Linked DNA regions of Macaca mulatta: region 2 is linked to region 1. A link is a contact called in public Hi-C data. All regions are on one chromosome and are shown on one strand. Each heading gives the region's core, a stretch centred on a gene start, on an enhancer-like site or on the middle of the called end of the contact. The rest is flanking DNA. Distances are from core to core; before and after follow the strand shown.

The links. Hi-C and Micro-C count contacts between places; a contact is called where the count stands out from the background.
Region 2: a Hi-C map of fetal cortex germinal zone shows a contact between it and region 1, with 2.6 times the contacts expected there. The contact joins the promoter of HPF1 here to the promoter of CLCN3 in region 1. A contact is called at or near these places in 4 of 14 Hi-C or Micro-C datasets (CD4 T cells, cortical neurons, fetal cortex germinal zone and 1 more).

The regions. Positions count from the first base shown.
Region 1 is chr5:178,087,307-178,090,006 of T2T-MMU8v2.0, reverse strand. CLCN3 (chloride voltage-gated channel 3) reads right to left here and starts at 1,380. Exons shown (of 13, transcript XM_015139499.3): 1 at 889-1,380.
Region 2 is chr5:178,224,050-178,226,749 of T2T-MMU8v2.0, reverse strand. HPF1 (histone PARylation factor 1) reads left to right here and starts at 1,339. Exons shown (of 8, transcript NM_001260760.2): 1 at 1,339-1,426. The coding sequence starts at 1,379.

The DNA.
Region 1 (2,700 bases), core at 131-2,630:
ACCTTTTAAGATGAAAGTCAACAACATATACACAAGTACTTTAACTCCCATACGTACTCTTGAATTGAACAAATACTATTTTGTAGTGACTCACAAAGGCACCTAGAATTGACCGATAGTTATCTCCATACCGACCTCATAAAAAAAATATTCTAAATTAACTCTTTAAAGATGAAAGTAAAAGCAATTCTGGAAAGATTCAACAATTATACAAGTCACAATGATGCTGCAGTAACTGAACTGCATAGCTCAAAAAGTTTACGTTTGTAGAACTGAACTTCTGAATTACGTATCTATGTAAAAGGTATGGTCACTGTTGATTCAATGCCATGAACAGGAATTTCTTTCCAAAGGAAACAGAAATCTCAGTTTCTAATATGCACAATACGTATGTAATTATCTTCTATGTGCTCCGCAGTTTTAAAATGCCATACAAATAAAGCATACCACATGCAAAGCTAATTTCTGAGATTCTAAGGCAGTTTCTGGTCAAGTTTAAGATCAAACCACAAATATATACACACACAAAATATTTTACATACACATACATCTAAAGATAGAAAAAATGAATATTATTTTTAAATTGGGGAAAATTAGGCGAAAGTTAAACCCACTCCTCTAAGTTTAAAGTTAATCTTCTCCTGGAACCCACTTCCATTCTATTCAGAGGTCCTTCGACGGTTCCTGAAGCAGATGTGTGAAATTTTAAAGAATGTCTGAGGGTATACACCTAATCAGGATGGGTTTGCATCCCAATTCATGATGTACCTTTCAACATTATGTAGGTACATTATAAGAGAAACCAAGATGAGGGCTGTGGCCTCATAGTTGACCCAAAATCTGTGAACAGGAGAGCTGACGAATCTTCGCTCATACAATGCAACTCACCTCGCAGCTCAGAGACATAGCAAAATCGGTGGCTGTTTTTTGCGCTGCCTTTGGATTCTGCATCTGTTTCAAACCTAAAACCTAGCTTCCCTGGGAGCTCCACCGAAGAAAACCTGACACAACGAAAACTATCGCGATTTAAAAGATACCTGACGTTTTCTACTGCAGAGGTTACGGAAATTTTGCCAGATTGGACTTTTATTGTCCTCCTTCAAACACGGGAGCAACATGAAGTTAAATCCTCTCGCTCTGGAGATCCCTAGAGTCAACCTGCTTCTGCCCAAAATTAAAAATAAAAATCTTCAACCTCACTTCCCCTTAAGACTAAAACTGAATCCATGCCCTAACTCGGGAGTAAAGTAGGACGGCTTTCAACCCACCACACCCTTCTTGATCATTATTCCGGGTCGCGGGCGAACTAGAACACTGGGAAAGGGTCTGCAAGTTCCGGACCGGACCGGCCCTGACCCACGGAAGGGGAAGAGAAACGGCAAGAGTCAGAACCCGACAGGTACGTCCCCAGCGTCGACGCGTGACGTCACTACGTTGACGTGAACGGCCGTTCAGCGACGGCCGTCCCAACACCTCCTCCTCCGACCACTCTCTGAGCCGCGTCGGCGCCTATTGGGCGGCGTGGGAATGGTGGGCGGGCCGAGGCTGGGTCTCGAGGAGGAGGAGCCGAGCGAGCTCCCTGGCTCTGAGGGCCGCCGGGGTGTGAAGCTTTTCATTAGCGATTAGCTCACGTCACTCACGCATTCCTGTTTGCCCTGCCGCTGACCTCGCGCGAGGCGGCCAGCTTGTGGGAGACGTTTTCGTGAGGCAACAGGCGCTGACCGTTCCCAGCGTCACGCGGAGTTCGGATCCATTCCAGCGAGAGACCACAGCGTCCGGGAGCAAGCAGCTTGTGAAACTCTGGCAGGCATCAGCCTTGAAAATAAAAAGTATTGATAGCTGTTGACGAGCACAGGTTCCTAAAACTTAGATCGAAGAGAAGTGCCAGCCTTCGGAAATAAACCAGGACCAAAAGTCCCCTGTGCTTATAGGTGACGTGCGGGCCGGGAGTGCGGTGGTGTCACCTCGCTTTGTATGTCATCGCCGGGTGTGTGCCTAACATACATACAAAAAGGATAACTCGAATTTAGCTATCACGCATTTTCAAAATACTGCTTGGAAATTAAATGTTTGAAGAAAAGATGTAATCTGGGGTTTCTACACGGTCTGAATTGGTTTCATTTCCGTTTAGCAACTTTTATTGAGCTCCCAGCGTGGGTCATACAATTCAGTAAACCTGATCCCGTGTTCAAGGAGCTATATTCCGATGCAGGGGCAGGGCGGATGCAGTGGAAGAATGGTGGCCACAGCAGTAGCATGCTAATAGCCTGGTGAGCAGATACAGGTTTTGCATTTCTTTGGTGAGATCACTTTTGAGTGTTACCACTGGGTGGCAGAATTAAGACCCGTGAACGTTTAATATCTCCTGTGTATTTAGTATGTTATGAATATATACTGATTAATGAATATTAAGTGCGTGTTGTATATTTTACGCCTCATCAATATTAAATATGACCTGGTCTCGCCAGACTTTTCTATTTTTACGTATATGTGCTCCACTGACTGTTTTGCAGGCTAGTAACACGTGAGTTTTGTTCTATTTCTTCTAAGGCAGAATTGAATATTCTCAAAGACAGTTCTGGGCTTCAGAGCTGGTATAGTACCCATGGTGGTGATCACAGTGCAGTCAAGCTTCTTAGGACCTCTTTCATTACTCTTATCAAGGTAGAGTGTGTAGAACTATGGAAATATCCAAGCACG
Region 2 (2,700 bases), core at 90-2,589, 140 kb before region 1:
CAAGAAGGTCCACGATCTAAATAACAAATTTCAAAAAAAGAAGAGCTATAATAAGGGGGTGGGTAGAAGAAATGATGAAATAAATAATACCAGAAGAATTCCCATAACTGAAGAACATATGTTTCAGGATTGAAAAACTGACCAATAGGAATGAGAAAAGACCCCTAACCAGGACACTAGATTGTGTCTTAGAACACTGTGAATAAAGAAAAGATCCTAAAGCTTCTTGAGACAAAACAAAACAGAAACGAAAGTGGTTTACATATCAAGAAATTTAGTGACCTGTGAAGGAGAAGGAAATATAATGACGTAGAGTTTCTCAGCAATTCTGGAAGCTAAAATATTGTGGAGCAAGCCCTCCAATATTCCGGGTGAAAATTATTTTCAACCTAGAACTCTGTGCTCAGCCAGAATAAAAACAGTTCCAGATATGCACGCTCTGTGGGAAAAAAGACCTGGCAGCAGCCTCCCTTAAGGAACTATTGGCGGCTATGTTCCACAACATGAGGATATATAATCAAGAAAAAGGAAGACACAGATTCAGGAAATAGAGAACTCATCTCAGGAATGAGGAATAAGACCTTCCCATGATGGATGTGAAGGAGGCCCAAGGACATCAGTTGAGAGCTGTGCCTTCCAGATTTTGATGTGCATAGGAATTACCAGGGGATCTTGTTGCAATGCAGATACTGATTCAGTAAGTCGGGGTAGGGCCTGAGATTTGGCGTTTTTAACAAATTCCCTCAGGATGCTGAGGCTGCTGGTTCAGGTACTACACTTTGCGTATCAGGGGTGTAGAGAAAAAACAGTCCAAATTGTACCTATAAGACGACGGTACGAAGACAGAGACCGACAGACATTGATTTCCTTCTTGGAGATAATCGGGATTGAATTAGTGTAAGCCAATAACCGTAAAGTAGGGGAGAGAGAGGGATGGGGGAGAAGGAGAAAAGGATTAATATTTTAAGTAAATATAATTGAAGAAAAAACAAGGAAGGGGCTGTATTGAGGACAGCCGCATACATCCAAACTTGCCTCTAGTAGACACCTAAAGAGGAAGGTTGGACCATTCTAACGGATTCAGATTCAGGAGTCTAGGGGGTCTCTGGAGCGAGCCTGGAAGATGCTCCTGAAAGCCTAGATGCAGACTACGCAGACAGAAGACGCTCCTTTCCCGCGCCCATTAGGGGAGTGGGCGGGGCCTCAATGCGCCCGGCGCCAGGTCTCAGGGGGCGGGGAATGGGCGGGGCCTTTCCCCTAAATTGGCGCGCCCCGGCGGCGCTGAGATTCGGATTGGAGGCTTTTGAACCCGGAAGCAGTTGGGGGCGCTCGGAAGCGGCCGCGTATCGGGGAATTCTGCTGGCGCTGCAGCTGCAGAATGGTCGGCGGTGGCGGGAAGCGCAGGCCCGGCGGGGAGGGGCCGCAGGTACTGCCGGAAAGGCTGTGCGGGCTACGCGGGGCGCTTTGGGTGACAGCTAGGGCACCAGGAGGCAGCGCGTTTCATTCATCCAGTGATTATTAAGCTTGCTGTGTGTCTGGGGGCTGCGGTTTGCTGCGGGGACCCTGCCCAGGGCCGCTGTTTCGCGCCCTGCAGGGGGTTGGACAAGGAAAGTAGGGCTTCCGCGTCTTCTGCCCAGCTCCTCTTGGCGCATTTCCTGGGGAAACGGATTAAGCCAGCCGGCGGTTCATTCATTCGCCCAACCAGATTGATGGGGAACCGATTACATTCTAGACATTGTGCGGGACGCTGCGGATTCGGGGTCAACCCGCCTGCCCCTGCTCCTTGAGCCCCCGGCCTGGGGAGGAGGGGCACAAGCGAATACGCAGTCTACTGTTACTTTTTTGTTTGGGATTATAAAGCTGGTGTGTAAAAAGTGCTATGGAAACACTGAAGGAGGATTTAACAAGTCCCAGGGGGTGTTAAAGAAGACTTTTAAGACAACTCTTTGAAAAAGGGTTTTGAAGGCAGATGAATAAGATTTTGAGACAAAAAACTAGGAGATGTTTGGGCTTAGCGGAGCGTTCGGCTTGGCTAGAGCCAGGGAAATGGGAAAGAGGGACCTGATCATAAAAGCACTACTGAGAGGGGAGGACGAGAAAGTATGTGCATTCTCTCGTACTTTACTACGATTTCGGAAGTTCTGTAACCTCCACAGTAGCAATAAGGGGAATCAGGCAGGAAAGAGGTGCCGTTGTGATAACTAAAGTTTTAGAAAAATTCCTCTGGCAGTGCCATAAATCGGACAGGGTGAGACAGTCTTAGAGGGGTTAAATAACTGTTAAAGGGCTGTGCGTATAGGCATTCTTCATATTGGCTCATGCACTCTAGGAATACCAGGGCAAAGAAGAAGAGTAGCCTCCGAAGGGGACAGGTGTTCTAAATTCTAGTTGTTAGGGATATGGAGATGCTGAACTAGTGTGTGAGTTAAGGCACAGCTGAAAAAATTCTCTTTGAAGGTGCAGTGAAGAACTGCTTTGGTGGAGTGATGTGCTTAACTAGAAATACAATACCAGAAATGAAGATGAGTCTATAGAGACTATAACCATAAAGGCCAGCATTTGTGTATTATGTGCTAGGACTGCCCTGTATATTTTTACATATAATAACATTCCTTGTAACAACCCCGTGATATAGGCACTGTATGCCCTTTTTTGCAGATGAGAAAAGAAAACACAGGTTATGTAACTTGCCTAAGGTTG